2 separate regions of the Arabidopsis thaliana genome follow, and region 2 is linked to region 1. Evidence: chromatin contacts called from public ChIA-PET data. All regions are on one chromosome and are shown on one strand. The core of a region is the stretch at or near the end of the contact, and the rest is flanking DNA. Distances in the headings are between cores, read along the strand shown.

The links. ChIA-PET counts read pairs in DNA pulled down with a chosen protein or histone mark.
Region 2: a contact with region 1 is called in an H3K4me3 ChIA-PET map of shoot, with 11 read pairs. The contact joins the promoter of PKS2 here to the promoter of FUT8 in region 1. A contact is called at or near these places in 1 of 2 datasets of contacts at active chromatin or transcription factors (shoot) and 1 of 3 other capture datasets (seedling).

The regions. Positions count from the first base shown.
Region 1 is chr1:4,825,920-4,829,365 of TAIR10.1, forward strand. It overlaps FUT8 (fucosyltransferase 8), which reads left to right and starts at 2,042. Exons shown (of 2, transcript NM_001084062.1): 1 at 2,042-2,147; 2 at 2,224-3,446. The coding sequence starts at 2,042. It also overlaps the pseudogene AT1G14090.
Region 2 is chr1:4,875,346-4,878,916 of TAIR10.1, forward strand. It overlaps PKS2 (phytochrome kinase substrate 2), which reads left to right and starts at 2,161. Exons shown (of 1, transcript NM_101294.3): 1 at 2,161-3,571. The coding sequence starts at 2,312. AT1G14270 (CAAX amino terminal protease family protein) reads right to left here and starts at 1,911. Exons shown (of 10, transcript NM_101293.5): 1 at 1,596-1,911; 2 at 1,325-1,422; 3 at 1,016-1,123; 4 at 767-849; 5 at 550-683; 6 at 413-462; 7 at 246-338; 8 at 79-170. The coding sequence starts at 1,850.

The DNA of each region.
Region 1 (3,446 bases), core at 792-3,291:
CCATTCCTAGCCAATCCACCAGCAAATACGTTATATATAACAATATCAGGTGTTTTACCTGTCCCGTCCATTTCAATCATCAAATTAAAGGCATCAAAACATTAACCTTGAAGACAGCAACCACCTATCAATGTCGTGTAGTTGATGACATCAGGAGCTATTCCTTTACCCGTCATTTCTCGGAACAAGCTTCCTCTACTTTGCCAAGCTTTCCCAAAGCACCAAATGCAACATTGTAGCAAACCTTATCAAGAGAAATGTTCATCTCTCTAAACTCTTTAAACAGATCAAAAGCTTCCGAGAAATTTCCCATCTGACAAATGCATTGAAGGATTGAGCTTACAATCACACAATGTATTCTTTTTCTTTTCTTCACCATTTTGTTAAAAAAATCCAAAGCTTAGATATATTCAGATTCTTGCGATATCCCTCAATTATGGACGAGTTAAAATAGACATCCGGATCAATCCCAAGTTCCTCCATGTCAAGAACAGCTTTTTTAGCCTCTTCTATTCTCATCTCATTACATAAACCACGAACCACTCTGCGATATGCAATTCCAAGATCACTCTTATCCACCAGAATATTTGCGTCCCTCAATGGTTGGAGTACAAGATTAGCTATACCTGCCATCTGATTTAAACAGAGTCCTTCAATGAAATTCATATAAAACACACTACATTTCCTAGGCTCTGAATTTAACAGTCTACTAAGAAGCTTCTCTACTCCTTTTGTATCCTCATTCCTACACAATGCTTGAACCACAAGCACATAAGTATTTGCATCCGCATCCAGCCCCAGCCGCTCTATTTGCATGAAAGTAGCCACAGCCATATTGTTTTCTCCAGAAGCAATCATACGGTTCATCAAAAAACTCAATGCTTGTATATCTGGAACACACCCTAGGGGACTAGTCTGGAAAAATATATCGATAGCTTGGTCAAACATATCAAGATTAGCATAGGCTTTAACCAAGGCACTGGAGAGCCTGCTCAACAACAGCAATGACCCTTTTCCCTCCTCTTCTGCTTCTCCAACGGCCTTTAACAGATCCATGACACTGAATCCGCGTCCTTTATCTCCTTTTCTAACGAGTTCCACTAGAAAATTATTCAATTTCTGATCCAAACCACAACCAAAAACGATTCTGATAACAGTTGCATAAGCTTGGACACTAGGCAAAAAAGTCACATTTCTTTCCATTCGTTTCAGAAACGATAAAGCAAGATAAGGATCATCTTTCAAACTAGCTAAAACTCGAAGAAGCTCAATTTCTTTAAATTCCAAATGCTTTACAATCAAAGTTACCTTCTTTCACTTGCTCCGAGTATGAGATTATCGGGTTCGCCCGGGAAAGTGCAGGAACCACGTACAATCGCGACGAGGGTGCTCTTCGAATCAATCCTCTCACATGCGAGAGTAATGAAATCGGGATAACCCGCATGAGATATTTTCCGATCTTGTGGCTGCCGGGAAAAAAACCCTAGCAGAGGCTAATTCCGACGACGATTAGCATCAGAGATTTTCTCACTTATCGGAGGGTTTTTACACCGACACCGAACCGACTCCAACCAAATATAAAAATAAATTTGAACCAAAACCGGTTAACGCGGTCGTACTCTAATTGTGTGTACCAACTTTTTTAGCTTAAAAGCGCATTAGTGTCTTTAATAATATTTAAAACATTAATCAAATGTGTTGGTTCTTTAAATTGGAGATACTTCTTAAAAATGTCTCTATCAAACATTTATGACGTGGTGTCTTTATTTTGTAGACATTCAAAAATTAAAATAATAATTTCTTTTTTATATATTATATTTTAAGTTTGGAAAGACATTCTCTTTATATGTGCAGTGAAATACTCTTTTGTTTCCTTTGAATTCGCCATAAATTAAAAAAGAACTATTATAAAATGGTTTAAAATTTGATAATGATAGTTGGTACTTGGTAACAACAAGTTTGGGTTTGGTAAAAAAACCAAAAAAAAAAGTTTGGGATTGGTCAAAATAAATTCAACATTGCTTCTTAATGAGATAAGAAGATGAAGGTCGTGATAACAGTCGTCACTTGTTTATTTCTTTTGTCAGTGATGCAACTCTCATTCTTCAATATTTTCAATTACCAGCTTCTGGATGCTACAACCAACGGTAAAATCTTTAATCTTTAGGTCTTGCTGTTGTTACTCAAGTTTTCTCCTTTGACTCAATATTTCATTTTTCTTAGGTTCAAAGGATTCCAGGAAATCAAAGGATAAACTGTTAGGAGGGCTTTTAACAGCTGATTTTGATGAAGATTCTTGCTTGAGTAGGTATGAGTCTTCCTTGTATCGCAAGCCTTCACCATACAAACCATCCAGATATCTCGTCTCTAAGCTTAGAAGCTATGAGATGCTTCACAAGCGTTGCGGTCCAGGCACAGAAGCTTACAAGAAAGCAACGGAGATTCTTGGTCATGATGATGAGAATCATTCAACCAAATCTGTTGGTGAATGCAGATACATTGTGTGGATTGCTGTTTATGGGCTAGGAAACAGAATACTTACTCTTGCTTCTCTGTTTCTCTATGCTCTCTTGACTGACAGAATCATGCTTGTTGACCAACGTACGGACATAAGTGACCTCTTCTGTGAGCCTTTTCCAGGTACTTCCTGGCTACTCCCTCTGGATTTTCCACTAACAGATCAATTAGATAGCTTCAACAAGGAATCTCCGCGCTGTTACGGAACAATGTTGAAGAATCATGCCATTAACTCAACTACAACAGAAAGCATCATCCCCTCGTACCTCTGTCTTTATCTTATTCACGATTACGACGATTATGATAAGATGTTCTTCTGTGAAAGTGACCAAATTCTCATCAGGCAAGTCCCTTGGTTGGTCTTCAACTCGAATCTTTACTTTATCCCATCTCTATGGTTGATCCCTTCTTTTCAGTCAGAATTAAGCAAGCTATTCCCACAGAAAGAAACCGTCTTTCACCATTTGGCTCGCTATCTTTTTCACCCGACTAACCAAGTTTGGGGCATGATCACAAGATCCTATAATGGTTATTTATCAAGAGCTGATGAGAGACTTGGGATTCAAGTACGAGTTTTTAGCAAGCCGGCTGGATATTTCCAACATGTCATGGACCAGATCTTAGCCTGTACACAAAGAGAGAAACTATTACCTGAAGTGTTTGTCTTAGAAACACAAGTCACTAACACATCAAGAAGCTCGAAACTTAAAGCTGTTCTTGTCACTTCTCTTTACCCAGAGTACTCGGAGATTCTAAGGCAAATGTATTGGAAAGGCCCGAGTTCAACAGGAGAGATAATACAAATTTACCAACCAAGTCAAGAAATATATCAGCAAACAGACAATAAGCTTCATGACCAAAAGGCACTCGCTGAGATATATCTCTTAAGTTTAACGGATTACATTGTCACGAGCGACTCGTCTACGTTC
Region 2 (3,571 bases), core at 911-3,410, 50 kb after region 1:
AAAGATACTTATTGTTCATCCAGAAATGTTCATAACCATGAGAAAATGCAAATGGTTTTGTTTTTAGTTATGTTTTACCTAGAATAAACAGCTGCGGGAATTCACCAGGTGTGAAATGGGCAAGGGCAAACGCAGCTGAGCTGATGATGATCGCTATTGGGGTCGGGACCCTGAAATACAGAACGTAACAAAATGTAGTAAGCTTTTGTCCAGAACCAAATGAGAAAAAAGAACAGAGGTTTTACCATTTGGTAAGAGAGACCATGAAGAATCCGCGAAACACGGTCTCCTCCAGAAGTGGAGCAAGGATTCCAGTTATGCCCACTAAGCTTAAGGTGCTGTATTATGTGCAATGTGTGATCAAATTCTAGTATTAACGCACATCGCAGTTTCTATTTCTTTGAGGAAATACCTTATGTTTGAGGATCCAATTAATGGAAGAAGCTTCATCAAAGAGTCTACCTGAAAACATCACACTAGGCCTCATTACTATTATCCAACAAATATTTCGAAAACAAAACATAAAGCATGGTTTTGAATTCTCCTAACCTCCCTTTCAGGTGCTTCTGTCCTGAACACGGATAAAACAACACCTGTTAACGCAATAGCACCAACAGCACCAACCAGACCGATTCCACCCCACACAAGCCATCCTTTTTGCAGGTTGACGGGTTGTCTCAAATCTGACGATCGAACAAACAGTCAACTACCAATAAAAGAGCAAACCATGCTGATAGAAAAAAAAAAAAAAAAAAAAAAAACGTACCATAGCGAAGAATATCTTCAGGAAGTGGGTCGAAGGTTTTGGCAACAGTGAATATGACAGCAAGTACCACCGCGGTTGTTAGGCTGCCAAATATTTAGACAATGTTATTCAACATAAGCCAAACCTCAAGAGAGATAACTAATTTTACAATGTGAAATCAGCTAAAGCAACGAGATTATATAATGAGTTTACATTAACAGAGTAAAAAAGAGCAAAGAATACACAAAAGAGTAGTATTTTTTTGGTTACCCTTGATCCAGGAACAAAATCTCCGCCTTATCGTCCAAGGTCAGTTTCTCAACGTCGATTCCTAAAAACGGTATGACTGCCATCTCGGTTAATCCTGTCAAAACAAAACTGCCTGGGAACAAAATTAATCTCACTCCATGCATTACACAGAGAATAGTCACTGAACATTAAACTATTTAACCATAACAGAGAGATTATCTTTCAGATCAGTCTACTCAACCATCACATTTATCTTAGCACACAGTCTATGTACTTTCATCAAACTCCAACCCTAAAGTCATCAAAAGGGAAAGCTTTTGATGAGAGTACCTTAGTGCACAAGCAAACGAAGTTAACGAAACTGTCTGCCATCCCCATGGAACTTCCCATCTCTGAAGTATCGGCCACTCTGAGCTACCTCCTTGTAACTACAACAAATATAACAATCAAAACTTCAAATAATTTCTCAAAGGTCTAGTCTTTTTTCACATTCCAATAGAATTTGGATTCAATTGAACAAGTTACATAGAGCTGCCTCAGAAAAATTCAGACCGGAAACTAAACAAGAATCTAATTTAGATAGAGTCAGTGAGACAGTAACCTTTCCCTCTCCTCCAGGTTCCTTTCCAGAGTTGAAAATGCAGGCCGATCTCCATTTCTTCCGATTAACCGTAAATAACCGGCGGCTAGCAAATCCTGGAGAAAACCGGCTCAAACCGCCGTAAGTACAAGTCTTCGGAAGAATTAACCTCCTTGAATCGGATAAACATAGAAGAGACGAAGATTGAGATAAACACGAGATTATCTGAGAAACCATTTTGAAATTTTCTGTTGTTCTTAGAGAACTTCCACACATGAACCAACACGATTATCAGATTGAGGAAGAGGATAAGATCCGACTAAAACGAGCGGGTAGAAAAAAACCGTTACTTACTTAAAATAACGTTGTTTAAGGCCCATTTATGTCAGTATAGGCCCAAAGCCCATTAACGACCAACTAACTCGACGACAAGTCTTTGTCAGTATATCACAAAATACGTACATCCCTCGTGTCTTCTAATTTGTAATTTTGTTCCTTGGGAGAATCATGTCCACTATTTTTCTTTTTTCATTTTCCTTATAACCAAGACAAAATATAATTAATATTTTGTTTATACATTAGCACAAAATCACTGGCAAATAGGCAGTCTTGTCCCAGTAATGGAACCCACACGACATAGCTTCAAAAAAAAAACAAGGAACTTCCTCATTTCTTCTATTTATATTACTCAAATCTAAATCATCCCTAAGAAATAGTAATACACAAAAAGAAACAAAATGGTGACCTTAACTTCATCTTCTTCAACTCCAAACGTATCTTTTGATTTCATGATGAACAATAATAATAACAGTAACAATCTCTATGGTCCTTTCTCTTCTTCTTCTACTTCTTTCTCTTACTTGACAAGCAAGGAAGATGCTCTCACCCAGAAGAACCTAATGAGTGGTATCACCAATGATGTTCTTGGAATTAACAAGAAAGCTTCTGAAGATTTGGAGATCAGTGTGTTTGGAGCTGAGAAGTACTTCAATGGAGATATGGATTCTGACCACAGTCCTAGACTTGTGTCTCCTCTGCCAGATCCAGAAGTTCCAATAGAGAGAATCTTTGTTGGTCCGAAGCAAAGCTCGAAGAATTCCTCGGAAACTCCTAGTCTTCGGTCTGAATCCAGTTGGAATAGCCAGAGTTTGTTGCTTCAGAGCAAATATGTAGAGAAGAAGAAGAACATCAAGAAAAACTCTAGTTGCAACAGTTACTTTCAGGAGAAGGATATGAGTAGCAATCACAAGGTGAGTAATAAGAAGAGTTTTCTCGCTACTCTTGGCTGCAGATGCGTGTGTTCGAACTGGAGTTCAGTGGATGTCGTCGACGACAAGAGAAGAAGCTCTGGTCTGAAGAAGATCAAGACTCAATTGAGTTTCTCTGGAGATCTAAGCTCGGAGATGAAGATTCATCAACAACAACAAGAAGCAATGCTAGAGCAGAGGAAGTCTCTGGAAATATTTGGATCTCCTCTTATTGAGAAGAGAATCATTCAGAAGAAATTTCCATGGGAATACTCGAGCTCTGCGAAAAAAGAAGAACATGGATTCTCTGTGAAGTATGAAGAAGAAGAAGATGGGAGTGTGAGCGATGTAAGTACGGATCTTTTTGAGATTGAGAGCTTAACAGGGAAGGCAAACCCTTTTCTTGCAAGGCAAGGAAGTAGTGATCCAGACTCACCAGATGGTTATGCACCAAGTGAGGTAAGCATACAATGGAGTGTAGTGACAGCAAGTGTAGCAGATTTCTCTGTTATGTCTGAATGTGCTACGAGTCCCGTCAAAAAGAACCGGTCTTTTCAGATTCCTCGAATCCCTATCATGGCAAAATCAAACCGAGAAATCGCGCCTCAGAGACGGAAATCTAGCAGTAGCGGTTTATTAATGGGATGCAAGAGTCATAAATCTGTCAGAGTTTCTGGTGATTCATACACAAGCATGAACAGAACACCGAGCTATGTTCCAAGATTCCCTGTAGAAGCTAATCCAACAAGC